Linked DNA regions of Mus musculus: all the other regions are linked to region 1. A link is a contact called in public HiChIP or PLAC-seq and promoter capture Hi-C data. All regions are on one chromosome and are shown on one strand. The core of a region is the stretch at or near the end of the contact, and the rest is flanking DNA. Distances in the headings are between cores, read along the strand shown.

The links. Promoter capture Hi-C pulls out the DNA fragments that hold promoters and counts their contacts. HiChIP or PLAC-seq counts read pairs in DNA pulled down with a chosen protein or histone mark. Capture Hi-C pulls out chosen DNA fragments and counts their contacts.
Region 2: a contact with region 1 is called in a promoter capture Hi-C map of liver, with 4 times the contacts expected there. The contact joins the enhancer-like site here to the promoter of Upf2 in region 1. A contact is called at or near these places in 12 of 39 promoter capture datasets (the 3T3-L1 cell line, 3T3-L1-derived adipocytes, the HPC-7 cell line and 7 more), 1 of 484 Hi-C or Micro-C datasets (bone marrow-derived macrophages) and 5 of 115 datasets of contacts at active chromatin or transcription factors (embryonic stem cells, hepatocytes, large pre-B cells and 1 more).
Region 3: a promoter capture Hi-C map of liver shows a contact between it and region 1, with 3 times the contacts expected there. The contact joins the promoter of Mcm10 here to the promoter of Upf2 in region 1. A contact is called at or near these places in 6 of 39 promoter capture datasets (the 3T3-L1 cell line, cranial neural crest, embryonic stem cells and 2 more), 4 of 484 Hi-C or Micro-C datasets (CD4 T cells, bone marrow-derived macrophages, regulatory T cells and 1 more), 14 of 115 datasets of contacts at active chromatin or transcription factors (the 230-238 cell line, embryonic stem cells, epiblast stem cells and 4 more) and 2 of 9 other capture datasets (adipose tissue and liver).
Region 4: a contact with region 1 is called in a promoter capture Hi-C map of liver, with 3 times the contacts expected there. The contact joins the enhancer-like site here to the promoter of Upf2 in region 1. A contact is called at or near these places in 9 of 39 promoter capture datasets (the 3T3-L1 cell line, the HPC-7 cell line, cranial neural crest and 4 more) and 9 of 115 datasets of contacts at active chromatin or transcription factors (the 230-238 cell line, differentiating embryonic stem cells, embryonic stem cells and 1 more).
Region 5: a contact with region 1 is called in an H3K4me3 HiChIP or PLAC-seq map of bone marrow-derived macrophages, with 5 times the contacts expected there. The contact joins the promoter of Optn here to the promoter of Upf2 in region 1. A contact is called at or near these places in 11 of 39 promoter capture datasets (the 3T3-L1 cell line, 3T3-L1-derived adipocytes, the HPC-7 cell line and 6 more), 2 of 484 Hi-C or Micro-C datasets (B cells and LSK cells), 12 of 115 datasets of contacts at active chromatin or transcription factors (bone marrow-derived macrophages, embryonic forebrain, embryonic stem cells and 6 more) and 4 of 9 other capture datasets (adipose tissue, embryonic stem cells, liver and 1 more).
Region 6: a contact with region 1 is called in a FOXA1 HiChIP or PLAC-seq map of pancreatic cancer cells. The contact joins the enhancer-like site here to the promoter of Upf2 in region 1. A contact is called at or near these places in 13 of 39 promoter capture datasets (the 3T3-L1 cell line, 3T3-L1-derived adipocytes, the HPC-7 cell line and 8 more), 1 of 484 Hi-C or Micro-C datasets (rod photoreceptor) and 11 of 115 datasets of contacts at active chromatin or transcription factors (bone marrow-derived macrophages, craniofacial prominence, embryonic forebrain and 7 more).
Region 7: a contact with region 1 is called in a promoter capture Hi-C map of stem cell-derived epiblast-like cells, with 3 times the contacts expected there. The contact joins the enhancer-like site here to the promoter of Upf2 in region 1. A contact is called at or near these places in 9 of 39 promoter capture datasets (the 3T3-L1 cell line, 3T3-L1-derived adipocytes, the HPC-7 cell line and 5 more) and 3 of 115 datasets of contacts at active chromatin or transcription factors (bone marrow-derived macrophages, embryonic basal ganglia and embryonic stem cells).

Annotation. Positions count from the first base shown.
Region 1 is chr2:5,948,940-5,953,300 of GRCm38.p6, reverse strand. It overlaps Upf2 (UPF2 regulator of nonsense transcripts homolog (yeast)), which reads right to left and starts at 1,832. Exons shown (of 22, transcript NM_001081132.1): 1 at 1,748-1,832.
Region 2 is chr2:4,994,469-4,998,829 of GRCm38.p6, reverse strand. It overlaps Mcm10 (minichromosome maintenance 10 replication initiation factor), which reads left to right. Exons shown (of 20, transcript NM_027290.3): 12 at 1-100; 13 at 188-296; 14 at 1,498-1,726; 15 at 2,965-3,109; 16 at 4,148-4,260. Among named protein-coding and RNA genes, the nearest start is that of Mcm10, 16 kb to the left of the region's middle. Within about 2 kb of position 2,254, at least 10 of the 459 cell types and tissues checked have an H3K27ac peak or open chromatin away from gene starts, as enhancers often do. A contact at or near this core is called in 3T3-L1-derived adipocytes, hepatocytes and liver, where this site is marked.
Region 3 is chr2:5,010,796-5,015,156 of GRCm38.p6, reverse strand. It overlaps Mcm10 (minichromosome maintenance 10 replication initiation factor), which reads left to right and starts at 2,366. Exons shown (of 20, transcript NM_027290.3): 1 at 2,366-2,452.
Region 4 is chr2:5,031,831-5,036,191 of GRCm38.p6, reverse strand. Optn (optineurin) reads left to right here. Exons shown (of 14, transcript NM_001356487.1): 8 at 1,109-1,224; 9 at 1,889-2,038; 10 at 2,968-3,061. Among named protein-coding and RNA genes, the nearest start is that of Mcm10, 21 kb to the right of the region's middle. Within about 2 kb of position 2,486, at least 25 of the 459 cell types and tissues checked have an H3K27ac peak or open chromatin away from gene starts, as enhancers often do. A contact at or near this core is called in the 230-238 cell line and liver, where this site is marked.
Region 5 is chr2:5,061,765-5,066,125 of GRCm38.p6, reverse strand. It overlaps Optn (optineurin), which reads left to right and starts at 2,009. Exons shown (of 14, transcript NM_001356487.1): 1 at 2,009-2,219.
Region 6 is chr2:5,093,260-5,097,620 of GRCm38.p6, reverse strand. No RefSeq gene overlaps it. Among named protein-coding and RNA genes, the nearest start is that of Gm39755, 8.0 kb to the left of the region's middle. Within about 2 kb of position 2,115, at least 28 of the 459 cell types and tissues checked have an H3K27ac peak or open chromatin away from gene starts, as enhancers often do. A contact at or near this core is called in pancreatic cancer cells, where this site is marked.
Region 7 is chr2:5,114,709-5,119,069 of GRCm38.p6, reverse strand. No RefSeq gene overlaps it. Among named protein-coding and RNA genes, the nearest start is that of Gm39755, 13 kb to the right of the region's middle. Within about 2 kb of position 1,974, at least 49 of the 459 cell types and tissues checked have an H3K27ac peak or open chromatin away from gene starts, as enhancers often do. A contact at or near this core is called in embryonic basal ganglia, where this site is marked.

The sequences.
Region 1 (4,361 bases), core at 583-3,082:
GGAGGCAGAGGCAGGCGGATTTCTGAGTTCGAGGCCAGCCTGGTCTACAGAGTGAGTTCCAGGACAGCCAGGGCTAGACAGAGAAACCCTGTCTCAAAAAACAAAGAAAGAAAGAAGAGAAGAGAAGAGAAGAGAAGAGAAGAGAAGAGAAGAGAAAAGAAACACAAATCCAATGACAATACACTTGTAATCTGTCAATTTAAATTCAATAAATTAAATCTAATAAAAGCACTAGATTCTTATTTAATAACAGCTAAATAATTCACCTAGAGTGTCTCCAAATTTCCCATGTAATATTATATTAAAGAAGTGAATATAAAAATTAGTGGTCTTGAAATTGAAATAGAATCAACTTTTACAAACTACTCTGCTAAGTACTCAGACAGCCCTTAAAAGGAAAGTATGATTGAAAACCACCTTTCTAGCTCCCAAAATACCGCTCCCGGCACTTGGTCTGTATTATTTTAGTTGCCTTTCTAAGTACATTCTAAACTTCCAAAAGAAAGTAAAAACTGTTTTACTAGTAAGACAGACTCTAATGCAGTGTCCTGGAGAGAGGACAGAGAACGGAGGTGTCCCCTAATACAGCTATAAGTTTGCTAAGTACCATATGGTCTATGTATGAAATCACAATCAGACTGCTCTGAAAACACTACAGAGTAAGAGAATGCTGGTTTACCTTTCAAGTCTGTGTTTTGAACTCAAAATGTTCTAAAGGTAGAACAGCACAGAGATATCTTCCGGTTTCTGAGTTTATTCTTTTACAAAATCCTTATATATGTACGAGACTTATTCAAATTTTTTCAGAGATTTCACCACAGCTCAAAAGTGGCTTTCCTGACGATCTGTACGACTTTTATGAACCCCTAAAAACTATGACAAATGAGAAGGGTCAGTAACAGTCTTATTTTCATCTAATGTGTCAATCGGTACATTTAAGGTTTTCTAAGAGCAAGGCTATTCGCTTCCATGCGTACCCCCAAACCTGTAAGCAGCCTCTGCTAGGCTTCTCTTTAGTTCAACAGTACTTGCTTGTAAGGGAAGTAATGAAAGCCTTGAGTTCGAGTCGAACAGTCAACCATCCTACCTGATTAAAAGGAAGTAAACCCGAACAGCCCCGTTGCCCCCCATCCGCAGGTCCGCTCCAAGCCTCTTCCCCTGCACACGCATCACCCACAAATCTCCCACAAACCCCCGCTGGGTCTCAGGGTCCCACCATTGACACACTTCCCGTCCACAACTCCTATTCCGTGGGGACATCTAAGCCCCAAGCCTAACTTCTCATCCCACACTCCCTCAGACTGCAGCCTCTCCAGCTCGACTGCCTACTCCACATCTTCCCCGCTCCCTCGTCCACGCTTCCCTCCGGACCGCCGAGCTCGCCCCAAGCCTCTCCTCGCACTCTTCCACGCCCCCGAACACCTTCCCCCTCCACGGCAGGCTCCTCCGCCTCCAGCCCCGACGCTGGGCCCAGGCATGCGGGGCAGACACCTCTTCTATCGCCCCTCACGCCGGCCTCGGCCGGGCCGAGACATCCCCCCCACATTGACCGGAGCCTCCGGGAGAGGGGTCTGAGGAGGACGACGTCCGATCCGCTCGTCCCTCCACTGCTCGCCGCCCCCGGAGAGCTGGAGTGCGGAGTCGCCTCTCGGGTCCCTCGGGGAGCAGGAGTCCGGACCGGTAGCCCTCCGCACCAGCTCGTCCCTATCGTCGGAGTGGAGGGGGAAGGAGGATCCCCGGAACTCACCTAGTGCCTGTTGTCAACATTAGCCCCGGGTTTCCCAGCACCAACTCCAGCGCTCGGGCTCCCCTCCCCTCCCCCCGCCGCTCTCGCAGACGAGGGCCCGCCTTCCCTCCGCTCCCCTCCTCCCTCCGCCCGTCGGCCCGCCCGCCCGCCACTCACCAACGCGGCCGGGCTGCTAGGGGGGCGGGGCGGAGCGCAGAGGGAAAAGGAAAAGGCTGCCCGCACGACTGCCTAGTCCAAATGGACCTTCGTCTCCGGTCCCTCGCTATGTGTTCAATCCCTCGTCTGGGTTAAGAAGTGATCAATCTATACCTAATCTCGAGGATGTGCTTCTCCTTCAGATATTCGTTGAAATTCTCCTATCTGTAAATTTTTATGTACAGGCAATGAATAGGACAACCGCTTCCAGCACCTCCAATCAGGGCCCCAGCAGAGGGGAGGAGTGTTCCAAGGACCGGAGGCGGGAAGTGGATTGGTCGTCAGGAAAGGGAAAGCGCCTGAATTGGAGATGCGCAGGCGCAAGCGATTCACGGCTGGGGGCGGGGGTGGGGGGAGCGAGAATGAGACGGGGCGGAACTCTAAGGAGGCATAGAAGAGTGGTGGGATAGTAGAATTACGGGGCGCTGTCGAGGTCAAGGTTGGTAACTTAGTTCTCCGAAGGTTGCCTGATGCGAACGTGAGGAACGGGTTCAAGAAGGCAAACTTTGATTGGACTAATACCGAAAGGTTGAAGGTTTAAAAAATCGAAAAGCTAAAGAACATGGCTGTTGAGGAAGGTAGAGGTAGAGTAGACTGGTGGGGGAATTTCCAGAACCGGTTTAAGGTGTTGGACATGAAAAACAGCTAAAATAGAGAGCAATCAAGGCTTTTCCCATTTGGAAAATATAGAAAGCCCTCTATTGTAAGTATTATAACTTTCACAGTGGAATGAAATCGCCCCGTTTTTAAAGGGATGGGGTTACGAACTTGAACCAAATTGACTGTGAAGTGCATTATCAGCTGCTCAACCTGTTTTCCCAAGTGGATATAATGTGCTTCTGACCTCCGATTCGTGTTCAGATTGTGGTCTGCTTAGATGTACATATGGTTCTGCTCTGGTTGGCCCATAGCCAAAGGAACAAAGGTGCAAAACAAGTCTGGATTCATCAGTGTTCAAGCCCGTACAATGATCTGCTACCAACCTTAGTGCTTGAGATGTCTTTGCCCCCTTTTTATTCAGCCTTTGCCCATTTGCTTTCTCCCTGCCCACTTCATTATTAGCAAGTAAATTCTCTTTCAAATTGTGCACCTCCTGGGTTAATTTTTTCTTGTTCAAAACAACCAATAGGTCAATCACGTAAAGGGCACCGAAGGAGGGAGAGGTGAATGCTGCCACTCTATGCCATTGATAAGTAATTATGAGAAGCTTTTTGTTTTTTGTTTTTCGAGACAGAGTTTCTCTGTGTAGCCCTGGCTATCCTGGAACTCACTTTGTAGACCAGGCTGGCCTCAAACTCAGAAATCCGCCTGCCTCTGCCTCCGGAGTACTGGGATTAAAGGCGTGCGCCACCACGCCCGGCTTTTTTTATTTTTTAATATTTATTTATTATTATACCTAAGTACACTGTAGCTGTCTTCAGATGCACCAGAAGAGGGTGTCAGATCTCATTACGGATGGTTGTGAGCCACCATGTGGTTGCTGGGATTTGAACTCAGGACCTCTGGAAGAGCAGTCAGTGCTCTTAACCACTGAGCCATCTCTACAGCCCGAGAAGCTTTTTCTATAACACACAACTGAGGACCACTTCCAAGTCGCAGGTCTCCTTTTCTTATTTTGTCTGTCTTACCCTGCTCCAGATCTGGTGGTGTGGTGGTTCACATCTGTAATTCAGCACAAGAGGATTGCTACAAATTAGAGGCCATCCTAGCACACAGCAAAATCCTATCTCAGAACAAGAAAGTATTTATTTCCTGGATCTAGAATGTAGTTTACAGCATTGCCTTATCTTGCATGAAGCCCTGGGCTCTAACTCAGGACCCCACTTAAAAACTGAGAAAAACTGGGGGCTGGAGAGACGGCCCAAGAGTTAAAATTACCTGCTGCTGTTGCAGATAGCTGGGTTCAGTTCCTAGCACCCACATGGTAGCTCACAACCAACCAACTGTATAACTCTAGACCCAGGCGCTCTGGTACCCTCTACTGGTGTCTGCAGTGCACATGTATACATACACACACCCACACAGTTTTCTTTTAACTTTTAAAAAAGGAAGAAAAAAGAGATCTATCCCTGTATTGATGAACAAGTTCTCATCCTAAACAAGTCAACCCCTGTCTAAGAACACCCCAGGTGTTCTTAGGAACTCTTGTCATCACAGGGAACAAACAAGAGGAGGCGCTAAGGATCAGCTCAATGGTAGAGCATTTGCTGAGCATGCAAACAACCCTGGGTTTGCTCCCCAGCACTAACTCATAATATGTTTAGTACACTAAACACTAAGCCTGTGTTATCCAGCTAGATACAATGAAGTGAGCAGATGAGACATGGGAAGGAACTCTGCCCGAGATGAAAATTTAATCATTGACTTAAACATTACAGGTGCTGCTCCATTTAGAACAGTCTTGCATCTTCTTTACACC
Region 2 (4,361 bases), core at 1,005-3,504, 950 kb after region 1:
AAGAGCTTGTCCTGCTCTGAGGAGTTCAGGGAATTGATGGCCCTGCCCACATTTGGAGCCAGAAACTTACAAAAGCATCTAGCCAGAGCCAAGGCTTCAGGTAGAGTCAGCGTATGTGATCATGGGGTGTGTGCCCATGTTCCCCAGATCTTTTCTACAACCCCTCAGTGTGTGGCCTGTGTTTTAGGGAGTTCCAAACCTGCCATCCAGTCCATCTCAGCATCAGCCCTCTTGAAGCAGCAGAAACAACAGATGCTGGAGATGCGGAAGAGGAGATCAGAAGACATACAGAAGCGGTAAGAAGAGCAGATCCGGCTCCCTGCCTCCAATCAATGCTCCTGCTCCCAGAGCCTGCTGGTGTGGAGAGCAGTTACTGTGCCCCTGGGAACGAGGAAGGAGACCGTGTGGAGAGGTCTTCTGAGCACTGGCCTTGAGCTCAATTGTTTATCTGCAGAATGAGAAATCTGGGTGCTGTGGTTCTGAAGTGAACAGACTTTGTTATTTCAAACGTGTTGGGCATGGGGCTGGCAAGATGGCTCAGTGGGCAAACGTGACTGCTACTAAGCCATACAAGCTGGGTTCCATCAACAAGGAAATTGCAGTGCCATTTTTGTTAAGGGCTTTTGTTTGATTGGTTGGTTTTGGTTTGTTGGGGGGTTTTTGTTTGTTTTGGGGGGTTTGGTGGGTTTTTTTTTTTTTTTTTTTTTTTTTTGGTTTGGTTTGGTTTAAGTTGTTTGTTTTTCAAGATAGGTTTTTCTGTGTAACCTTGGCTCTCCTGGAACTTGTTCTGTAGACCTGCCTTTGAACTTGAGAGCTGCCTGCTTCTGCCTCCTGGGTATTGGGCTTAAAGGCATGTGCCTCCACCATCTTGTTTAGGTTCTTTCTTTCTTTCTTTCTTTTTTTTTTAATTTTCTGACAGTTCCGTACATGCCTATAAGGAATTGTAGTAATTCACCCGGTGCCATTTCAACTTCTCCTCCCTTCTTCCTTGTGAAGGGTTTCTTATGTATTCCCTTCCTGAAGGATAAACGGAGAAGCAGGGCGATGCAATGAGGCCCTGAGGTCTTACAGCTAACCACACACAGATTTGTGGTTATTTGCCTCTGCATTATAATTTTAGATGTGTGCTGTAGACAGCATCTCTGGCCAAGCCAGTTGGTAAAACGGTCATCAGCTAGGAAGTGATGGAAAATCCACACTATACTCAGTTAGGCGAGAGAAACCTGTGTTCTTAGTTGCTAGTTTGAATTATTAACCAAAGAAAGGAAATTGTTTACCAACAACTAATTGTCCACTCAAGCTTATCCACGGTCTCCTGATCTGTTTTGAGTTCTACGTCTTTTGAGCCTCGGGTATATATTTATCGTTTATGTTTATTTACTTTGGGTTTTGGTTGTAGCATGGAGCCTAGAGGCTAGGGCATGCTAGACAAATAAATGATGTACCATTGAGCCACATACCCAACCCATATTTAGTTACTTCCTATTCCTTTTTAAGATTCCTCCAAAGCTCAAGTGAAGTCCAGAGCCCAGCAGTGCCGTCTTCCTCTCGACAGGCTGCTGCCCAGTCTCCTCGAACTGGGGCTGAGTTCCCCAGGTTGGAAGGAACTGCAACCCCACGGATGCCCAAGCTGGGCAGAGGCATCTCAGAAGGGGACGATGTTCTCTTCTTTGATGATTCACCACCACCAAGACCAAAACTGAGCGCAGCAGCAGAAGCTAAAAAGGTAGCTGGGGTGTCGGGCAGCCAACGGGGTGCTTACTATGTATGCGTGAGGACCTAAGCTTGGATCCCTAGCACTCAAGGAAAAAGCCAGGCATGGTGGCTGCATGTGACCCTGGGGACAGGCAGGAAAGTTAAGGATTTATTTATTTTTGCTGGCTTCTGTCTTCATTGCTTGGCTTTGCATTCTGTGACGAAATGGTGTTAACCAATCATCCTACATAGTTCCAAAGCAAGTGCAATGTGAATGGTATCAGCATAGAGCCGCTGAGCTTATCTACGAACTCAGAGCCATCACTGCTATACATACAGTTCCTTGTCAGTCTGGAGGAGGCAGCCCCCAGGAAGGTATTGTTCTACAGCTGGAGACAGTAGCCTTAGGACTACAAACTGATGGTGCAAAGTTCAGCCTCTTAATCAGGGCTGCAACTGCACTGGGGCTCTCGTAACTGAAGTTAGGAGTTGTGAAAATTCTATTACTGATTAAAGGTTATGAACACAGTGTGCAAAAATTAACTCACAGTCAAACACAGAACAAATCCAGGCTATTCGTGGTAATCCTTGCCTGTGCTGATGGAGAGACGTCACTACAGGCCTGCTTCTGAACCTTCCACGTGCGCACTTTGTCTGACATCTCAGCACGTGGCACCAAGGAGCACTGTGACACCTGGCTCAAGGTCCATGCTGGTTTATGTAATCGTCTGCAATGGTTTTGGTACATGCTCAGTTTTCTACTCTTGAAAATGATTTAAATATGGAAATTCAACATAATGGCTTGTTTACAGCAAGCAAAGACATTTAATATTTCCCTGCTGTTATTCCTCAGCATGGAAGTATCAAAAGTAAAAGTCTCTGAAATGTATTGTTAGAACATTTGATTTTAAAAGTTGCTAAATGAATTTTTGGATAGACTTTCCAAAAATTTCCAAAAGTGCCCTAAACATACTTCTGCCATTTCATATTGCGTATTTCTCTGAAACATCATTTTTATCTATGTGTAGACTTATTTTTGTCCCATCAACTTTTAGTGCCATCTTTTGTGTGTGTGCATGCACATGCCACCCATGTGGTCGGCAGACAGCTTGCAGGAATAGGTTCTCCGCAGCTACCGTGTGCGTTCTCAGGTTAGAGTTCAGGCAGCGGGCTTTGCACACAGGGCCGTCTCACAGCCCAATTTCTGTTAGAGAACCAAGGGCTGTGGTCTGCAGTATCTCAACTGACTGTCTATCTGTTTGTTTCTAGTTAGCTGCTATTGCAAAATTAAGGGCAAAAGGCCAGATTCTCACAAAAGTAGATCCAAACAATACTGTAAGGAAGCAAATGGATGGCCGAGCCATGCTGGGAGTGAAGGAGCGTGTGGAGAATAGCAACACAGTTTCTCCTGAAGGTATTGTGGCGTCGCCGTCATGGTGGGGGACAGAGCCTGTTTAGAGAAGACAGGGTCTAAGCACAGCTTACCCTCCAACATCAAGTGTTAGTGTGGGTCTCAATAGTCCAGGTTGCCTCGCTCCAGCTCTGTCTTCCTGCTCCAGAGTCCTGAGGACTGGGTTTCCAGTCACTGCTGTATCACATGAACTTGGAATGGAATTGTGCACAGTCTGAGCAGGTGGCAAAGGGTTGTTCCCTGGATCTTTATGCATTTTATAGTAACATAAGATTTTTGAAAGCAATTGCTGTTTTTACTTTTTAAAGCACGGGAACTCTAAATGTCATTTAAAATAGGCTTATAAGTCAACTTTTTGTTCTTCTGTCACCATAATCAGAAGTAAAGAGTGTCTCTTCTTGTCAAGAACTCCACCTTGGTCTATGCTCCTTAATCTCTGCTCGATTTTTGGTTACTGTTTGTTTGTTTAAACAAAGTCTCGGGCTGGTGAGATGGCTAGGCAGGTAAGAGCACTGACTGCTCTTCCAAAGGCCCTGAGTTCAAGTCCCAGCAACTTCATGGTGGCTCACAGCCACTGGTAAAGAGATCTGAAGCCCTCTTCTAGTACGTCTGAAGACAGCTACAGTGTACTTCTGTATAATAATAAATCCATCTTGGGGCCAGAGTCAGCAGGGACTGAGCGAGCGGAGTTGACCGGAGTGAGCAGAGGTCCTAAAAAATTTCAACTCCAACAACCACATAAAGGTTCCCAACAGCTCCAGTGTACTCATATACATAAAATAAAAAAAAAATAAACAAACAAAGGCTCATTCTGTAGCCAAAGTTGTCTTCAAACTTGGCAATCCTTCTGCCTTACCTTTGCCAATAATGGGATCGTAGGCCATCATACCCAGCTTTCTGTTCACTGAGGTCACCCTTGCCAGTTACAACTGGGGTCCTGATGTCAAGGTTGAAGGGGCTGGTGACCGGGAGAGTGAAGGGCAAAGCACACTGGTTCTCTCTCTCGGTCTTCTCAGTAAAACCTAGAACCTTGTTCTACAGAGGAGCTGGAGCCTGCCAGGAAAAAAAGGAGAGAGCAGCTTGCCTACTTAGAGTCCGAGGAATTTCAGAAGATTCTAAAAGCAAAGTCCAAGCACACAGACATCCTGAAAGAGGTGAGTGCCCAAGGAGTCAGGCCAGTGTCATTCAAAACCAGGCTCTAGGAGGACTGAGGAGTCCTCTCACAGCAGTGAAGACGTGCCTGGAGAGTGCATGG
Region 3 (4,361 bases), core at 1,117-3,616, 940 kb after region 1:
AAAAACTCGGATGGCCCTAATCAGCAGGAAGTAGTCTTAACAATGTCTCCCCATTTCTGAGCCCTGACTTTATTCAGGGATCTCTTTATCCTTTTTTCTTTTATTTGGTGTTGTGGGGTTGAAAGGGTGGAAGAAAGAACTCACAAAGTAATGAAAGACCAGCTACAGTGTGGTGGTGGCACACACCTTAAATCTTAGCATTTGGGAGGCAGAAGCAGGTGGATCTCTTGAGTTCAAGGCCAGCCCGGTCTACGGGGAACATTCGAGGATAGCTGAGCCAAAACAAAAGGCTTCTGGGAGGTGGTAGCACTCTGTAGGCGGGGCCTAGCTGGAGGAAGAGGTCACTGAGAGCAGAAGTGGTAAATTTGCTCTTGGCTCTTCTGTCTTCCTGCTTCCTGGCTGCATGAGTCGAGCAGCTCTGTGCAAGCACACCAAACCTTCCACCATGCTCCGCCTTATCAACATACCCTTCTGCCTCATCCAGCTCTAGGAGCCATAGAACCAAATCTGTCCTGCCTTAAGTCAGCTTGCGCATTGATAGTTAAATGTTCTCAGGATTTCTAATTTCTTCCTGCCTGAAGTTGTCACAGAACCAAGAAGCCAAACATATTCAGATGCCATTATGAAACCAAATGGACTCTATCATGTCCCTTAAATGTGGATTTCCCATGTTCCCTGCTAAAGTGGATCACCTCAAGTAACAACTAGTTGTACAAGTCAGAAAGGGACCAGCTAGCCTCTGTCTGAGTTTCCTCTGCCCTCTTTCTCTCTCCTCAATATCCCACAGGCATTGGATTCTGAATTTATTTTACCCCAAATCACTTCCTCCTCTTTCCTCAAAATTGCCACCAAACCAATTAGTACAAATTGCTTAGCTCTCCATATCCATCTGTGCTTGAACACTTAGATTGATACTGTTTCCTATTCCTGGAATCACATGGGAAGCAAAGGTTATCTGTAAAGTCACAGGGAAGAAAGGAACTAGAGAGGACCAACAAGAACTGGCCTATCAGCCGGGCAGTGGTGGTGCACGCCTTTAATCCCAGCACTCAGGAGGCAGAGGCAGGCGGATTTCTGAGTTCGAGGCCAACCTGGTCTATGAGTGAGTTCCAAGACAGCCAGGTCTACACGGAGAAACCCTGTCTTGAAAAAAAAAAAAAAAGAAAAAAAAAGGACTGGCCTATCTAATTATTGAAGTCTCTTTATCACTGTGAAATTTTCATACTAGAATTATTCCTAATCCTGAGCCAGGAGCACAGGCTTTGATAACGATGAGATGGAGAAGAAGAAAACTCCGTGTCCAGGCATCAAGATTCTTTGCTTTCTAGTCACACACTGGGTAAACAGAGTGGAGAGATAGAGACACCAATGCTGTCTTATCTCAAATCAACTAGTGGATGAATTCAGACTCTAAAGAGTGTCACTTGGAGGTGCGTGTGGTCACTGTAATCCCAGCACTCTTGAAGCTGAGGCAGGTTTCAAGAATCCTAGGCCAGGGGTGTGAATCCAGCTCCATGGCAGTGGCACAGGGCATGCTTAGAATCCATGAACCCCGTTATCCAATCATCAGCACAAAGGAAAAGGAAGAGGGGGAGGGAGGAGGAATCCCAGGACACTCTGGATCCTGCTACATACTGTTTTAAAGTAATCCAGGCAGGCACTCTAAACCCAGTAGGTGGGAAGCAGAGTCTTGAGTTCAAGGCTCACCTGATCTACACAGAAAGGTCAAGGCCAGAGCTTCTTGGAGAGACCCTGTCTTAAACATCAACAAAACTGTGCATGGAAGTCTTTGGAATTATGGAGGGTAAATATTCTGCATTTGGAAAATGGTTTTAGACCTATGTATAAATACTTGTAAAGAAAAGTTTGAATTTTACTGAAGAATGATCTGATAAATTATTCTCAACTCTGACATAATCTAGTTCCCTGAATCTGCACTATTCTAGGGATATTGTTTTCTGCGTCCAAAAATATCTAGCCTTTCCCTCGTTTACAGGTGTAGAAACAAAATCTGAAGAAATGGTAGTTCCTGTAGGTCAGACAGAGTGAAAAGTAGAAACTTTCATCTCTCTCTCTATTCAAATCCTAATATCTAAACTGGACATAGGAGCAGCAAAACTGGTTGGGACTTCAATAAGTTTACTTCCAGCAGGGAAACCAGTTGAGTGTTAACTTACAGAGATGGGCTGGAGCTCTGCTATGTGAATCTTAATTATGGGAATCTGCAGCCTCACCAACCGGAAGTTCTTTGCCCATAACAAAGATGGCCAATCAGGTTGCTCTACTGAGAGGCGGTGCTTCCCCCAGCCAAGGATCTGTGTGGTCCAAGAGTTCCGGTGGAGCCAATCAGAGCGTCCTCCACAAATGAACGCGTCGACGTCAGAGTTGGGCGGAGCCCAATTTAGTTTTTTGGCGGGATCCGCTGTGGACCGGGAAGAGGCCCGGGTCTTAGGTAAGCGTCACGGGGTTTGCGTGTGTCCGGAACTCTGGGCATCCACGCAGGGATTGGGGTCTGAGGGAGAGGCGCGGGCTCTGAGGGGCAAAGGCGCCGAGATCTGGATCCAGCGGAGCAGGCGACCTTTGGCCGAGGCTGGAACGGGCAAGGCGCCGGGGCTGGAAGATGGAGGGCTCGAGTGCTTAAGGAGCCCGTTTTGGGTTGTCTTCTCTTTTCTCTTCTCTTTTCTTTTCTCTTCTCTTCTCTTCTCTTCTCTTCTCTTCTCTTCTCTTCTCTTCTCTTCTCTTCTCTTTTTTCTTTCTTTTTAAATATTGGTTGATTATATGTAAGCTGTCTTTATACACACCAGAAGAGCGCGTCAGATCTCCTTACAGATGGTTGTGAGCCACCATGTGGTTGCTGGGCTTTGAACTCAGAACCTTTGGAAGAGCAGTCAATGCTCTTAACCGCTGAGCCACCTCCCCAACCCGGTTGTTTTCTTTTTTTAAGAGCGCCCTTTTATTTTTGTTTTTTAAAAGTTTATTTCTGCCGGACAGTGGTGGTGCACTCTGAAGAGGATCCTTATAACAAGCACACAGTGGTGGACAAATGTGCAGTTAACTAGGGCAGAGGGGCTCTAGAGGGAACCTTCGGGGTATGGCCGACTAGAAAGGCTCAGAAATTAGCTAGTTGGAGATGAGAAAGTACTCTAAAAGAGCTTTCTAGACAAAATGCCTAAGCTGAAAACAGTTCAAGAAGCTGAAAGCAAGCTAATCTAGCAGGAAGATGCAAACACAGGGAATTGAGGAAATAGAAACAAGGAAGAAGGTACCCACCCATTGCTTCTCAGGCGGGCATTGTGGATGTGGTTCTAAGGATAATTGAAAGCAGCAGAATGTAAATAAGTATACCGTAAGCCAGAACAGAACAAGTTAAGCACAATTGCCTGGCCTACACGGTAGGGTTTATATCTGAGGAAACACTAAAGCAAGGCAGAAGGCCATATCCAGATTCGGGGTGCACCAAAACCCAATCCTTTTACCAGAGTGGGTTCTATAGCCATGCTCCCACATACAACAGGAACAAACATGTCTTATAAATTGAATGCAAATGTTTGTTGAAGGAGGCTGGAAATCAGGTCCAAGAACCATCCAGGGAGCAAGCTATACTTGAGGTTAAAGGCCCTCTCTCTGCCTTTCCCCTCTGGGGCCTCTCTCAGAGTTCGTTCACTGTTTGGCAGAATGGCCAGGGTTCTGACAACCTGCTTCCACCTTCCCCAGGACTGCAATTAAAGGAGTTTGATACCATACCTAGCTTCAATGTTATCTTTCTATCTTTTTTTTAAAAAGATTTATTTATTATTATATCTAAGTACACTGTAGCTGTCTTCAGATGCACCAGGAAAGGGCATCAGATCTCATTACGGATGGTTGTGAGCCACCATGTGGTTGCTGGGATTTGAACTCAGGACCTTCAGAAGAGCAGTCGGTGCTCTTAACCACTGAGCCATCGATCCAGCCTTTATCTTTCTATCTTACTTGTTCTGGTTAGCGTGGAAGTCAAATCCTAACTCGTGGTAGAGCTATGTCTCTCCTGCTTCAATGGATAAAGTAGACCTCAGGTGCATTATAACAATAAAACAGGATAATAACTGTAACATTTCCCCCAGCCTGAGTAGTTCTTTTTTGCACTGAGTCTGTAGTAGTAGTCTCACACCTTACACTGCACTGTAGCTTGGTCTCTAACCACAGTTAGAAGCCAGGTAGAAGCAACAGAGTGCTCTGCATATGTGAGGGGAGGGGATGCCCCTGAGCTGTTGGTAATGGGAGAGGGGATGGGACGTGCCAGCTGCCAGGAGAACCCTAAGTTAGCAGCTGGGAGGTGGGGTTGGTGGATGTACCTTGTGAGAAGAGGCCAGTGACTGCTC
Region 4 (4,361 bases), core at 1,237-3,736, 920 kb after region 1:
AGTCTGTACGAGAGACATATAGAATGATCCTTCTGTTCATGTATTCATCAGTACACACACACACTCACTCTCACACACTCACAAACACACTCACTCACATACACTCATATACACACTCACATACACACTCACACACACTCATTCACACACACACTCATACACACACACACACTCATACACATTCAACACACATACACACACACACACTCTCTCATACACTCACTCACACACACACTGGCTATGTCCTTCCTTTCCCTTTCATTTCTCTTTATTTTTTTAAATTTTGAGATTGTGTCTTATCCAGCCTAGGCTGAGCTCAGACTCACACGTAGCCTAGGAGAGGAACTACGATGTTCCCTGCCTTTGCTATGCTAGGATTACAGACGTGCAGCGGCTTCTCTGGCTCTGAGTCCCAACCTTAAGACAATGGAGAACACTGAAGACTGGTACAGTGGTGCATACCCCTATGAGTCTGGTGTCTGGTAGACTGAGGCAGTTGGATTTCAGATTTAAGGACAGCTTATGTGACAGCAAATTCCAGATCAGCATGAGTGCAAAAGCAAAACGGGGGTGGGGAAGGTGGAGAGAGAACAGGATGAGCTTACATGAAGAGAGCACGCTGCCAGAACAGCACACCGTTAACTGATGGACCAACAGTTAATGGGAAAGTATTGATGTTTCTAAGCTCGGATAAAACTCATATGCAAATTGACAACTGGCGGGCTTCCGGGAGAAGAGCTGGATAACAAATAATTACGTAAGCTAGAAGCAGACATTGGCAAGGCAATATAGTCTCGGAGTCTTTCCCCACACGAATAAAGTTATATTTTGACCTGGTGACCTGTGATCCCAGAAGCCTGAGTAGGTCCAGGTTTAGCAGTAAATCCATTATCACACAGGCCTAGACTGATAGTGGATGTGGTGCACAGAAACACAAGCTTGCCCAGACTGCTTTTCACATAAGTCACTTGGGGAAGTCTTGCGCAAATCAAGTCTACTCAGGGTTTCCGTGTTAGCTGGATATTAGTGGTCCATACTTTCTCCTCACACAAGGTCCACCTCCTCTCGAATGCTCTGTCTCACGTGAATGTCTGACATTGTCTGACAGGTTGGAAGCGAAGTGGAAACACTGAGCATTCAAGTGACCTCTCTGTTTAAGGAGCTTCAAGAGGCACACACAAAACTCAGTGAGGCTGAGCTGATGAAGAAGAGACTTCAAGAAAAGTAATAACTCATTTAATTTCCTCGCATGATTTATGAAGTGCGTTACTGTAGCAAAGCAGTTTTGTTACTGTATTAAAACAAGCAGGGACCTGATAGACGGTTCAGAAAAAGAGAACTTAGTGTTGGTGTGTATTCCTGAAGCTGTTGTCACACGGGTCATAAGGACACAAGAGGACTTGCACTGTGCTGTGAAGAGCACCAACCTCTGTAACCCCTGTACAGAGCTACATATAGTATTGTGATGTGAGAGATTTGCTGTACTTGGCATTAACACCCTGCACATAGCCATAGTGTATCTGTCTTTCGGCTCTCATAGGAGATGCTCGGGGCTTTCCTTTCCTCTTACTGGATCCTCATCAGAAATGAGAGTCTTTGTGACAGGCAGACTTTAGATTCTGAAGGGTGCCCAGGGATTTTGCTGTAATTTGCTCCTTAGTTCAGGTTGGGTAAAAATATATTAAAAATATAAGATGTTTAAAATATCCCACCCACCATAAGGCGGGAAGAAACAAAACAAGAAAGCAAACCTGAAGCAAAAAGAACAAAGTGTTTTGCCCTGTGGCCCTACCACACTCTGTACTTGATATCCTCTTGAGGATTTGTGCAGAAGCCAGGGAGAGTGACAAAGTGTTGTTTCTCCTCGGGGAATATTCATCTTTTTCAGGTGTCAGGCTCTGGAGAGGAAGAACTCTGCAACACCATCAGAGCTGAATGAAAAGCAAGAGCTCGTTTACAGTAACAAGAAGTTAGAGCTGCAGGTGGAGAGCATGCGCTCCGAAATCAAGATGGAGCAGGCCAAGACAGAGGAGGAGAAGTGAGTGTGTGCACCTGTGTGCGTGGGGTGGGGGCGGGGCGGGGGCGGGGCGGGGTGGGGCGGCAGCTCACCCAGAAGGGGAAGGACAGCTGGCCAAATACAGATGGGGTGGGGTGGGGGTGGGGGTGTACCTGGGAGTCATGGCATAAAATCTGTTTTACCATCTGGAAACTAGATGTCTAGGAGACTCCTGGACAGATTAAAGTTTTGCGTTGTAGCAAAAATAGGAAAATTATTTTTATTCTATCTTTTGAGAGAAAGACAGTCTTATGGAAGATACCATTTTCTTTGAGAGTAAGAAAAATGCTGACAAGTGGTGGCTGTAGTTTCATTTCTGTTCCATGATAAAATAGCCTGACAAAGCAACTTCGTGGACAGAGGGGTTATCTTAGCTTACACGGTCCAGCCACTCACTGGGAGGGAGTTGGCCAAGGCGCTCTGGGCTGGAAGCCCATTCACATCATGTCAAGAGCAGAGAGAAATGAATGCTTAGTTCTCAGCTTGCCTTGCCTACTTCTATTGCTTAGTTTTGTTTTTTGAGACAGGATTGGTCTGTGTTTCTCTGGCTGTCCCAGAATTCACAGAGATCCACCTGCCTCTTACACCCGAGTGCTGGGATAATCGAGAGCCCTAAGCTAGGGACTGGCCGGTGTCACTGCTTTCATGTGGCAGGTCATCCGACATGGGTAAAGGCAGTGCAGACAGTCCTCACAGACAGGCCCCTGAGCCAACCTGATGGAAGCGATCTCTCACTGAGACTTTCCTCAGGTGACTCCTGGTCCTGTCAAGCTGAGAGTTAAAAGTTGGTGGGATGGAAAAAAACCAAGAGATTTTTCTACTTGAGTTTTCAAAGTCTGTTAGGGAGACAGGAGGATGGGCTTCTGTGATATTTCCCTCATTATTCCACTTTTAATATCACATTTTAATAGGTCCAGGTTAGCCACTCTGCAGGCAACTCACAACAAGCTCCTTCAAGAACATAATAAGGCACTGAAAACAATTGAAGAACTAACCAAGCAACAGGTATTTACAGAGCAAAGGTACTTCCATAGCCTGGGGATTGAACCACCAAATGACCCCTCAACTAAATCCACTCTCAAGAACTGCTTTGCGGTTATCAGTTGTAACAGAATTATTATAGCTTTTCACCTCAGCTTGTATATAAAACGTGACTTGTGTATGGAGGGGGTGCTGATGTCTCCAGGCAGGGCAAGGGCTTTTCCTACTTCCCGAGGGTGTGTCTGTAGGAAAGCTGAGAGCCTGGGCTCCTTGTCAACAGTGGAGCGAGACAGCTAGCTATAGCCATCTACTGGCTGAGACTGTGCAAGGCCATCTTGCCTGCTGGCACTGAACTTGGAACCCTGGTTTTACAGCATTTAGTTTAAATTAGTAAGGATGTTCGAATAAGCCTAGGGCCTCTTGCATATTTGGCAAATGTTCTACTATTGAGCTACACCCTCCTGCCTTCCCTCTTACAGGGTCTCAGAGTTACTTGAGCAGACCTTGAACTTGCAAGCCTACTGCTCAATCTCCTGAGTAGTTACGATTACAGGTCTCTGACATAAGCACCATGTTTTCTTTTCCTTTTCCAGAGGGGGCAGGGTGTAGGGGGTGGGGTCCATGTACATATTGGCATGTTCATGTGGAAGTCAAAAGCTGACTTTGGTATTTTCTTTGAGACAGGCCACTTTAGTTTCTGAGGGTCTCTCTTATTGAAGCTTACCAATTGGCTAGGCTGGCCAGCCAGCAAACCAGGCACCCTCCTGTCTCTGCATCCCCAGGACTAGGGTTGCAAGCAAGAGTTATCACCATATCTACCTTTTAGATGGATGCTGAGGAACTGGCCTCAGATCTCATACACACAGCAGGCACTAGGGACTGGGTAATCCCCCAGGCCTTTTTACTTCATTAAAAAACAAAAAAATTTTATAACTCTCTTAAACTATAGCTTTAAAAAAAGAGAGAGAACCTTTTGTTTGTTTGTTTGTTTGTTTGTTTGTTTATCTAGAGAAAGAGCCTTTATGTGTCCTTGGCTAGCCTGGAACTCACTGCATAGACAAGGCTGGCCTTGAACTCAGAGTTCTACCCATCCCTGCTGCCTCCAGAGTGCTGGGATTAGAGGTGTGAGCTGCATTGTCCAATAAGGACCTGATCCCTTTTAAATGTAAACTAAAGTAACATCAAAGCTAAAGTAACAAGATAAATAATAGTATCCATGCCTCAGGCTCATCAGAGTAGGCTTGTTCTCATGGGACATTGATCTGGTTTCGTGTGTGCTGAGATCTGAACTCATCTACTGGGAACAGTGCTATGCTACGCTCAC
Region 5 (4,361 bases), core at 760-3,259, 890 kb after region 1:
CCTGAAAAGAGTCTTTAATTTTCCCTCTGAAATTTCACAAACCAGACCTCCATCTTCTGCAGTGTTCTCAACGTTGTCTTCCAAGCTCCTACACAACATCCGACAGAGCTCTTAACAACGGATGGATCTTCAAGCCCAAAGTTCCAAAGTCCTTCCACAGTCCTCCCCAAAACATGGTCAGGTTGTCACAGGAATACCCCACTCCCAGTACCAATTTGTCTTAGTCAGGGTTTCTATTCCTGCACAAACATCATGACCAAGAAGCAAGTTGGGGAGGAAAGGGTTTATTCGGCTTATACTTCCATGCTGCTGTTCATCACCAAAGGAAGTCAGGACTGGAACTCAAGCAGGTCAGGGAGCAGGAGCTGATGCAGAGGCCACGGAGGGACGTTCTTTACTGGCTTGCCTCACCTGGCTTGCTCAGCCTGCTTTCTTATAGAACCAGACTACCAGCCCTGAGATGGTCCCACCCACAAGGGGCCTTTCCCCTTGATCACTAATTGAGAAAATGCCTTACAATTGCATCTCATGGAGGCATTTCCTCAACTGAAGCTCCTTTCTCTGTGATAACTCCAGCTGTGTCAAGTTGACACAACACTAGCCAGTACACCTACATAGCTCCCCATCTAGCTGTTTATACCTACCTGTTAAAAATACATTTTTATGGGCTGGAGAGATGGCTCAGACGTTAAGAGCACCGTCTGCTCTTCCGAAGGTCCTGAGTTCAAATTCCAGCAACCACATGGTGGTTTACAACCATCCGTGATGAGATCTGATGCCCTCTTCTGGGGTGTCTGAAGAATGCTACATTGTACTTACATATAATAAATAAATAAATAAATCTTTTAAAAATACATTTTTATAATAAGCCATTAAACATAACTGTTTCCTTGAGTTCTGTGAGCTGCATGGCAAATTAGTAAAGCCCAACAAGGACATTCTGTAAACCCCAATGTACAGCAGGCTAGTGGGTCAGAGGCTCGGGAAAAACAGCCTGGGGCTTCCCGTTGGCATTGGAAGGCTCAGACAGATCTGCAGGGTGGCATTCTTACCTGTGGGACCTGCCACCACATTCAGGGACATGGTGTCAGAACTCAGTAGAATGAAAGGACATTGGCCAATATGCCCTGCAAATACAACTAGGTGGTGGTCGAGAGGCATGACAAGGGTTCACAGAAGTCTTCTGTGTTAGTTGTGGAGACTATCATAAAAATTACAAGTCCCCATCCCCCCCACCCCGCTCCCCAACACAGCTTTTCAAACCTTCTCTGTCCAGCTTTAGGGTTAACATTTGAGACCAAGTCTTGGAACGGACAGCAGGTGATCCGGTCTATGCAATTAGGTGAGCTGAGTTGAGCTGTCTCTTACTGTGTTGGTGAGGATCCCGACCTCTCCTTCCAACCTGTGTGCAGGTGCACATGCAGTCACAACCATGTGTTCCTTATCTCTCCTTTCATCAGTAATCAAAATTCTTCCCTGGTTATGACATCTCTTTGACCTTGAGCACAAAACCTAATCTCATGCTATCTTCTGAGCCACCCAGGAGCTAGCCAGAGTTTCTACCTAGTTACCTTTCACTGGGGTCTGGTTGTCAAGGTAACGCTTTGCCTGGAGCTCACCCTTCCGATCAAATGCCATCTGTGTCCTGTGATGCCACCTTGCTGATGCCCAGGGGCTGGGAATGCAAACTAGAAGGTTTCTCTACTATTTTCTAGCTTTGCATTCTAGTCTAAGTAGAGGCATCCTCGGCACAGTTAAGACTGCTGAGTGTAATCCGAATCAATCCATCAATCTCACCTGCCTGGGCCATCTGATGCAGCTATATGTTAATGGATCTGGGAGAACAAGAGCTCAAACACATTTTGCATTGTCTTTCTTTTCTTCTTTGGTTTTTAATTAAAGCCTCCAAGAGAGGCTCTATCCCTAACGAACCGCGGAGACAGACCCTGGGGCTCAGGAAGAGCTACAGAGGGGCGGAGCGTTGGGCGTGGCTTTCAGGGGCGTGACCGAGTGGGCGTGGTCTGGGAAATTTCTTGGCTAGGGCGGGAGCGGGCGCTGCGGTCAGCTGAGCGGCGCCTGGCGGGTCGCGAGGCCGCGCGTCACCGTCCAGCTGCCCGGTCGCCGCCCCCCGGCTGGTCCCTGGCGGGCGTCGGCATCCAGAGCTTTGGGACAAAATACCAACGAAGCAGTGACCTAAGAGGAGAGGATCCCTGTGGCCGGTGAGCCGGGCCGGGGGGTGGCGGGCGCTGACTGAGCGCGGCGACTCTCCCCAGCGGACTCCATCCTGGCAGCGGTTCTCGCTGTCGCCGTCTTCCGGAGCCTGCCGCGGGAAGGGTGACGAAGCTGGGGCGGCCCTCCTGTAGGACGGCTGTCCTGAGAAGGCTTCCGAGGCCCAGGCAGACCCTGCCCTGGTGTGACAGGGCGGCGGGGATGGAGGTGGGGGTGGGGAGTGACGGCCACCCCAGAGGACACCCCTCTTTCCCCGGGATAGTAAAACAGTCTCGGCTGGCCGCAGGTGACTTCCAGTTCAAGTCATCGAGGTGGTTTGAAGGTGACGTCCCAGGTTGAGAGTGATTGAGCAAGCAGTCAGTTCATTTTAAGGAGGAAGTGGTTAAGGTACTGTCGCAAGGAATGAAGGTAGTTTGAATGAGGTCGCCCAGGAACAGTGAAGAATAGAGAGACCCCTTGCCAAAGTAACAGGCTTACAGAAGGGTACATTAACTGTTGTGTCTATCTGGGAGAGAGTGCTATATCCATGCATGTATATACACTCTTGGCAGTGGGGGGTCACAGAAAGAGACGGAGGCGGGTGGCGGGGGGAATGTGAGATAATAAGAATGAATTTTTAAAAGCTGGGAAATTTGAAGGAGTTGTTTTTACCACGGGCAATGTGTAAATTGGAGGCAGTAAGCAAGCCTCAGAGGGAAATGAAACCCAGCACCTGGTCTAGCCTGCAGGGTCAGGACTCCTGTGTAGGAATGAATGTATGCCTGAAGTATTTAAGGTTGAAACGGCCAATCTTATGGAAAACCTCAAGAAAATCACATAAGGCAGGCAGTATTGGATCACTTACGCTTTCAGAACTGAATCCAAAGCTGCCCTTTGACCCAAAGCAGCCACTTTGCTCTTTTGACTTAGGGAGCGAAGTTAGGAGCCTATCGCCCATCGCCCCAGGCTGATAATGGGGTAGATCCGAACAGAGCAGAGGCCACTACCAGAGACTGCCTTGGACTTGATTGGACGAGGGAAGTTTCCACTGTGGATCGCGTGTGTATTTGATCTGTTTATAGTGAGCCGGTTTGAGCAGTACTTTATGTAGTGTGTAACACCATGAAAGTAGCTACAGTTTTTACAACCGGCCTGTAAATTGTGTGGGGGAGGAGAGAAAGAGCGAGCGAGAGAGAGAGAGAGAGAGAGAGAGAGAGAGAGAGAGAGAGAGAGACTCAGTCTCACCTCAGTCTTGAGAGGAGTTGGTATGACTTTCCTCCTGGTTATTATCGAGCTCCCGCATTTAAGTAGCCCATACTTTTTCTGGCCATGAACTGTACTTACTCATCCCCAAATCTGCTTGCCTGTAGTTTTGTTATAGAGCCTTAGCATGTTGATGAATTCTTTGGATTTTCTGTAAAATCAAAATCCAAAAGAAAAGAAATTAAGCCCTTTAAATTTTACTATATTTATTATTTCTGTGTGTTTATGTGAGAGGGTGTTGGTGCTTGTATGCACGTGCCTGTCATGGTGTTCATGGGGACCACAGGGGACAGTCTTTGAGAGATCCATGGACATCAGGTTTGGCAGGAAGAGCCTTTACCCACCAAGTCATCTCTCTGACCTGTAAAATCTGTTTTGTTTCGATTTTGAGAAGGGGTCTCACTATGTCTGCCTGGTTGGTCTGAAACTCATTTCATAGACCAAGCTGACCTTGAACTCACAGAGATCTACTTTGCTTCTTCCCCTCAAGTGCTGAGATCAAAGGTGTGTTCCACATGCCTTCCAAAATCTATTTTTCTTAATTAAATTTATTAAAGCTTTTCTTGCTTCTGATTTGGCATGTGTATGATAAAAAAATAATAGAATATAGATATATCCAGATTCTTTGCCGTGGTAGAGAAAAACATTGACATTGATATCTATGGCTAAGTAAGCCCAGAACCTGATTTTAAAAATAAGTTTTAAACGATGCCTTCAAGAATCAGGATGTGAACGTCATAGAACCGCAGGAAACTCATAACAGTCCTAATGTGTGCAGTTTGTGCTCGCACAGTAGAGAGCGTTTTACTTAAAGTAGAGAGTGTTAAACTTAAAGAGACCTCAGTAAGTTGTGTTTGTCATTTCAACATTAACCCAGAGGCTGCTGTGTG
Region 6 (4,361 bases), core at 866-3,365, 860 kb after region 1:
TTATGTGTTTAAATGGGCTACATATGTGGAAGGACTGCGTTTATGTGTCATGACTGGGTCTTGAGAACAGTGACCACAATAGCCAGTGGATCTCACAACACACCAGAATCAAAGTCAAATATGTCCAACCTGTGCTAGACATATCCGGTAGGTCACACATGTCCCAAGATAGCCATGCCTGTGGTCCAGCACATTTGAAGATGACATTGTATTGCAATGTGAAAAGGTTAGACAGTGAGGTGTTTGGGGTTTCTTTGAGTTATCATTTTGATTCTGCCCTAAATGACATCCAAATCTTTCCAACTCTTAGTTTACTCTTTGCCTGTCTATTTTGGTCACATCCTGTACCTTATCTGGCTTGCTATGGAGAGGGACGAGGGTCACTTCTCACCCAGCAAGAGCTTTCGAGGAATGATTTGACACTGATGTACCATTGGGCCCGTGTGGCTGAAGGGGTGGTCAAGGATATAGCTTGACTGATAGAATGCTCTCTAAGCACACATGAAGCTGAGTTTGCTATCCAGCAGCACACACCAGCTGTGATGGTGAATGCCTGTAGTGCCAACACCGGGGACCTAAAGGTAGGAGGATCATACCTAAAGGCCTAAAGGCATTTAATATCATGCCTTTCTGCTTAGTGAGTTCAAGGACAGCCTGGGTTACATGAGGTCCTGCTTTGAAACAACAAGCAGGTGGGGGAGCAGCAAGACCCCAACACTTGATGCTGGTGGGCCATTGTTTGCAGTTCCAGATCAGATGCTGAACCTCAGCTCTCTGCCTCAATTATCTTGCCTCTAATTATCTTGCCACATACAGCCACTGAGTGCCACATCCGGCACTTTACATTGTAAAGTACAGGGCACCTAATATTGCCACAGCAGCTATCACCATGTTATTCTTCCTTCAAAATCTGGGTGACAGTCATTGGGGGAATGACGACACTGAGCCACAAGATGAACTTTTGATATCCTGAAGCTCCTTTGGGGTTGGAGGGGAAACCTGAGCTAGCAAGGATAGGGAGGTCGCTGGGAGCCGTGAGGAGACAGGAGGTGGGGGGCAGTGTCCCAGACCCTAGAGGTGAGGGGGTAAGGTGAAGAGGATTGCAGAAGATCAGCCATGATTCTGAGAGGGTCAATGCTCAATGGTCAGGACTAGACAGTTCTACCTGGACAATTAAAGCACAGTGTCCTGGCACAGTAACCAGTGCTTCCCAGCACGGAGTGTGACAGGACTCATACCTCTGGGTGCCTCCTGCAGAAGACATACGGAGCTGTTCACCTAAGCATGAGGTCCCTCTTATGGGACCTCAGGGAGAGCCTGGATATGCAAGCTACTGAATCAATGGTAGCTCCAGGTATGGATGCCGAGGTCCTGGCCATGCCCTGTACCACTGAGGTACACCCTTAGCACTGTGACTGTTTATCTATGACTCACTTATATGTACTGATAATATGCTGAGTGCAGCTTAGACTTAAAAATGGGCACAAAGAGATCTGGTATATGGCATTGTGCCTATAGTTAGCACTGTATTCTGCACTTAGAGATGTCTCAGCACTTGGGATGAAATTAAAGCAGGGGGATTACAAGTTTAAGGCCAGTGAGTCAATAAGAAAGAAAGAAAGAGACGGAGAGAGAGAGAGAGAGAGAGAGAGAGAGAGAGAGAGAGAGAGAGAGAGAGAGAAAGAAAGAAAGAAAGAAAGAAAGAAAGAAAGAAAGAAAGAAAGAGAGGAAAAGAGGGAAGGAAAGAGCGAGAGAGAGGGAAGGAGTAAGGGAGGAAGAGAGAGAGACAGACAGAGGGAAGGTGGAGGGGAAAGGAAGAAATAGTTTCAGCTTCGTACTGAAACTAAATGAAACACACACAAATCAAAGTTGAATTTTTTCCCCCTTCACCCTCAAGTCTGGCTATCCCTGATCTCTTACATGGGAGATGGGGACAGAGTAGAGGGTTTTCCCTCACACCTCAAAAGGATGGGAAAACCCAGGGCTGCAGACTCAGGTTGGAGTCAGAGCACTTGTCTAGCAAGCCCAGGGTTCAGTCCCTGTTGTGTGGGTTGGGGAGGTGGATTAAAAGGCAATTAAACTCGTTCTTTTCCTCAAACATGAGCCATCTGAAAACAGTGCCAGATGAGTCACAGTCTCATTGTTGTTTTTAAACTGATGTAAAACACATATCCCAAGTTATGTTATGTTATTCAGTAGGTTTCCTCCTCAGTAGAGTTGGGGTAATCACATCTTTTAAATCAGTAAATGATGTTATCAAAATAATCCTCATCTTTGAAATCTCACAAAAATTTCTATTTTACAATTTGCCCTGACTATCAAGGCTGCAAGAATAACATTTCCTATATATTCAAATCACTAACAGCTACACAACCTCCCCAGCCCCACGGAAAAGAGAAAAGAAACACCATCACATATGCTTGGCTAAGGGCTAAGTTATTCCAGGAGCCAAAAATAAAATAGGCAAATTGTTAGCACTGATGTAACACAACTGTAACCTCAGCATCACTGTGTCATGAGCAATGACTGTTAGAACACAGGGCTGGGTGCCCAAGGGCTGGTGGTAGCTGATCAGCAAGACTCTGTTTTCCTTCTCCATCTGCACTGCCAGCTCACGCTGTGCACCGCTCCACATGCACGGTGTAAGCATTCTTAGAATCCCAGCAAACTCGCCTCTGGATTTAGAATATAAAGGTTGCTCTCTGTGGTGGTTTGAATGAGAATGGCCTCCATAGGCTTATATATTTGAATACTTGGTCCCCATCTTATGGAACTATTTGGGAAAGATTAAGGGGTGTGGCCTTGTAGAAGGGGGTGTATTGCTGGGTATGAGAGTTGAGGTTTCAAAAGAGTCTTCTTGTCTCTTGTGTCTCCCTCTCTCCTCTCCCCTCTCCCCTTTCCCTCTCCACCCCCCTTCTACTTTCTGATCACACTGTAAGCTCTCAGCTATTCCTATGTTCCACCATCATGGACTCTAACCCCCTGAAACTGTAAGCCCAAATTAAATACTTTTTTCTTATGTAAGTTGCTTTATAGAGTTTGTCAGAGGAGGAAAAAAAGTAACTAAGACGTTGTTGGTTTTTTGTGTCATTGAGTACTTCATGGACAAGGGATACAATCATTGTGCTCAGCTATCTCTGTTGGTCTTCCAGTATCTGCCCAATAGACAGAAGTTGGTGGCTATATAGGTAGGAGAGTTAAAGTCTGGAAATGGAAGCTGTTGGTAATCATTAATTTATATAATAATATATGAAGAACCCAAATTAAAGCTTTTTGCAGAAGTCAGAGGTAATGAAATCGTGATGACTGCCACTTCTCCGATCGAGAGATTTTGATTAGCCTGAAGGACACTTGAGATTCATTTGTCACTTGCAAACCTAAAGCTGGCAACTCATTTGTATTCCACTCAACTCAACCTCTCTTGGTCCAGGTACACCATGGGCAGGCATGGGGGTCACACGGCATTATTCTGCATCCTGTGTACAGAAGGAGCTGTACTGGGGAGGGCTGCAGAGCTCGGCTCCTCAGCCCCGCTGTGGCCAGCTGCCTTGGCTGTTCCTCTCAGCACTTTCCTTCTCTCCTGCCTGCCTCCCTGTGAGCTCCTGGCTTCCTGGAAGGTGATTGCTTCCTTCTCTGCAAACCCTCAAGCTCCTCACCAAGTAATACTCATCTTCTGTGTGTTGCTCAAGCACACATGTGATATGCTCACACACATGTGATATGCTCACACACATGTGATATGCTCACACACATGTGATATGCTCACATGTGTGCACACATATGATATGCTCACACACCTGTGATATGCTCACACACATGTGATATGCTCACACACATGTGATATACTCACACACATGTGATATGCTCACACGTGTGCACACATATGATATGCTCACACACATGTGATATGCTCACACACCTGTGATATGCTCACACACATGTGATATGCTCACACACATGTGATATACTCACACACATGTGATATGCTCACACGTGTGCATGGGCTTGCAAGGGCCAGAGGTCAACATCTGGTAGCTTCCTCAGTCACTAACCCTGTTCTGTTCTTTTGTTTGCTTTTTGTGTTTTGTTTTGTTCTGAAACAGTCTCTTTGAGCCTCGGGGGTCCTCCCATCTGTACCTCCTCTGAGCTGGAATTGGAGGTGTATGCTTCATGCCCAGGTTTTCATTTGGACCTGCAGTTTTACTCACTGGGCTATCTCCCCAGCCCCCTTCTCATAAATTCTTTGTGTCTGCCACTCAGTAACAGTTCCAGTAACTAGCTATTTGTTTTCCTTTTTAAGATTTAATTTGTAAGTGTGTGTGTGTGTGTGTGTGTGTGTGTGTGTGTGTGGTATGTGTGCA
Region 7 (4,361 bases), core at 725-3,224, 830 kb after region 1:
TTGTGGCCTCTGGTCACTGCATGTTAATGGTACGTACACATTCATGCAGGCAACCACTCATAATTAAATATATACATATGTTTATTATACACACACACACACACACACACACACACACACACACACACGGCTAGCTTAGGCCAGCAAGAAGGCTTATCAAGTAAAGATAACAAGCCTGACAACATACATTTGACACACATGGTATCAGGAAAGAACAAACTTTAGCAAGCCGTCCATATGAGGGGGAGGACGAGGATGAGGTTGAGCTTGAGGAGGAAGGAGGAGGAAGAGGGGGAAGAAAGCATTTCCGGAAGAAAAGCCTCGATGTACAAGAACTCGTGAAGACTGTGCATGCATCAGTCAAATGTGTGTTCTCCTGTCAGTGTCAGCCATGCCAGAGTCAACATGGAACAGAACCCACAGGTGCAATGCCAAGGAGTGAGGCTCACTGAGCAGACTCACCAGAGACTTCCAGTCCTTCAAATAAAGTCTGATTTTTTTTTATTATTAAATAAATGATGTAGATTTCACTGTCATTTTTAAAACCCTTCTGTTGGGGCTGGAGAGAGGGCTCAAGTTGAGAGTAGCTTGTTGCTCTTGCACGAGAGTTCAGTTCCCAGCATCTTAGAGCTACCTCTTACTCCAGGTCCAGAGGACCCAACATCCTCTTCTGGATTTTGTAAGCATCTCTAAGCCAGAGAAAACACACACAAACACACATGTACACATAGATTTTTTAAAAAGGGTTTTGTTAGCAGTAAGACAAGTAATAAATTTTTACATTTTTTTTTCATTTGGGCTTCCAGAAGCTATACTTATCAGATGCGTTTTATTTTGTTTGCCATGACACCTCACCTGCACATTGGGTGGCTGTGGACTGAGTGGTCTTTTCTGACACCAATTATTCTCCAGCCTGAGGAGAGCCTGTGCTCTGTTTTTACACTCTGAGTCTTGCTGTCAGGTCAAGAGCCCTTTGCAGATGAGGAATGAGTCATAAAACAGAATCTGGGCTCAGCTAGTTACTGGAAATAACACCATCATAACACCAAGCACCAACTCGTCCTGATGGGTATTATACTTTATTTTCTTCTCCTCTTAATCTTTAAGAAGAATTAAGGTTACTCTCTCCCTAGCTCTGTAACTAGATGGTTACAGTTAGGTGTGTCTTGAAATTATATACAAGAACACTTTCCTTGTCAACCCTTAATAACCTACAGCTTTTACAAATTGCTTCCTTTATTTTTGTTTTGTTTTGCCATAGTTTCTACAGAAATTAATTCTAGAGGCCTGTAGTCTTTACCTGGAACATTTTGAACGAGAGCGTAGTTTTCAGATCGAGAATGACTTCGTTCTCTGCCACACGGTCAAGCTTTAAATGAGCGTTATGGAATACAGGTGTTACGGGTATTAGAACACTGTGCAATTTGTGCTGTGGTTGGATACCTGGAAGAGGGGGGGTGATTTTCAAAAGCAAGAGGGGGTAATAAACCTGAATTGACTTCAGTTCTCCAAAATTTAGGAAACACTCTACATTCTGATCTAATCCTTAATGAAACTACAGGTAATGCATTTAAAGGGATTTAAAATGGAGCCAAGAAGCATATACACTAAATGTACTGTACCCCACCCCCAGAGGCTCTGTTTAATCTCTTAATAGTCGCTGTAACCCAAGCCTTTTCTCCACTCTAGCAGGAATCTGACAGTCCTGTTCATTAAACTCTCTAATCAAAATGCCTCCAGAGAGCCAGCGATTGCAACAGTGCTGTCTGGGGTGGCTCCTCCACCCCCAGGGTGCAGTTCCCAACTTTCTACTTCCTCCTGGTGAACAGATCTCTCCTTTCCCCAGACCTGAAATTTCCTTTCCCCTCACGAATCTTCATCAGCAATTAAACAAAGGATACCTCCTCCTCCCCAGGGCTCCACCACTGCTCCCTTTGTTTCCATGGCAATCTGGGCACTTCATACAGAACTTTCAAAGGCTGCTTTGGTATTAGCTGTACTGATGGTCACTTGGAAACAAAAGTGCTGGGAAACAGAGGCTAGTGTGGCAGTGAGCTGGATGGCTGTGGTGGCTGGGAGGTGGGGAGGAGGGAGCACCAGGGATGACCTTAGAGAAGGCTCAGTGTCTAGCCTTGTCAATTCCTCTGCCAGTGGACATTTCCCAGAACCCAACACTTCCGGAGGAGAGGCAATCCCTCCACCGCAAATTCTTCCGATGGACGCTGTCACATTCTGAAGAGGCTAATTAGAACCAGACTCAACCATCAAGAATGGTTTTCATTTGTCATATTTTATCAGGAAATTCTATACAACCTTTAAAAATGTGGCATCTTCCTCTCTGTCCCTTTCTCGATGTCTCCTCATTGTCCTAAGACACTAAAACACCAATCATTAATTCACTGATAGCTATTGTTCTCCCAGCATTCCCCAGTATCTGATAGGTCCTGATCTCATTGACTCAACTCAGTCCAACAATAAGAGCTGTTATATTGACCCCATTTTATTGATAAAGAGCTGAGCATCCCCATGTCAAAAGGTCACAGAACATAGTCTAATGTGAGTGAATCAGGGCACTTGGGAAGTTGAGCAATCTCCCTGCAGCATCCAGTTGGTTCCCTTACTCACTTCCCCAACTTCCTAATCAAAGCAAAAGCTGCTTCTGCTGTGCTTCAGGAACCTGTTTCCTTTTACCCAGTTCAGTTAGAGAAACGACCCAAAGGAAATCTATTCATTTCAGCTTGGGGACTGGGGAGACAGCTTAATTGGTAAAGAGCTCGCCTTGCAAGCATGAAGACCTGTGTTTGATCCCAAGAGGTTTTTGTTTTGTTTTGTTTTGTTTTGTTTTGTTTTGTTTTGTTTTGTTTTGTTTTTAAGCCAGAGACAGGTTTGGTAGTGTGTATTTGTAATCCTCAACAGAGGGATTTCTGGGACTCACTTACCAGCCAGCCTAGTCTAAGTTCAAGTTCAGTGAAAGGTAAGAAGTTGTCTCAGAAAGAAGGTGGGACCAGTAAGGGGATGGGGAAGTGCTTGCCCCCAACCCCAGTGATCTAAGTTTTAACCCCAGGCTCCAAGTGGTAGGAGAGAGACAGCGCTCTCAAGTAGACCTCTGACCTCTACACACATGATGTGGCATGTGCACATGCACACACAGATACAGACACACACTCTCTCACACACACATACACACACACTGAATATAAATGAACAAATAAATGTGATAACAAAAGAGGGAGGATGGTACCTGTCTTAGTCAGGGTTTCTATTCCTGCACAAACATCATGACCAAGAAGCAAGTTGGGAAGGAAAGGGTTTATTCAGCTTACATTTCCACACTGCTGTTCATCACCAAGGAAATCAGGACTGGAACTCAAACAGGTCAGGAAGCAGGAGCTGATGCAGAGACCATGGAGGGATATTACTTACTGGCTTGCTCAGCCTGCTCTCTTATAGAACCAAGACTACCAGCCCAGAGATGGTCCCACCCACAAGGGGCCTTTCCCCCTTGATCACTAATTGAGAAAATACCCCACAGCTGGATCTCATGGAGGCATTTCCTCAACTGAAGCTCCTTTCTCTGTGATAACTCCAGCTGTGTCAAGTTGACACAAAACTAGCCAGTACAGTACCTAAGGAATGACAAATGAGGCTTTCCTCTGGCTTGCACACATACATACACGCGTGCACATACACACAGAGACACACACATGCATGCATATAGCACATAAGCATACATGCATACAACACATACATTCATATAACACACACATGCATACAGCACACACACATTCATACAGCACACACACAAATGCACACACAGATGCACACATACACATACAAAAACAGTGCTGTCATTTCAGGGTACCTGACTAGAGGGTGCTGTTGTTAGGTGGCAGTCTTCCAGACTGAGGCTTTGGGCAGAAGTGACCTCTTCAGGGCCTCGCAGCAATTTTCTGCTGTCTTTGCTCTCACGTATCTTACATTGCTTTTTCTACTAACTCTCTGAAAGCAACACAAAAGAACTCTGCTTTTTGGTGTGACTATGATGACAGGTCTTATAGCTTAGCAGTTATATAATAGGTATCAGATATGCAAACCCAAATAGAAAACTAAGTCTCGACTTGATTCTGAATTCTATGACAAAATGCTAACACCCTTCAGAAATGCTCTACCATATCGCCCACCCTTTGTGACCCTTTCAAGGCTTTTCATGGCCCCACCTGGGCTTTTTAGCTAAATCTATTAGCCAATTAAAGTCAGCAATCATATCATGCTTATACATGCCCCACTGAACCAAGCGTGTTTGTTCTGCTTGGTTGATTTATGTTAGCGAAAACACCATATCACCTCATGTTATTATTATT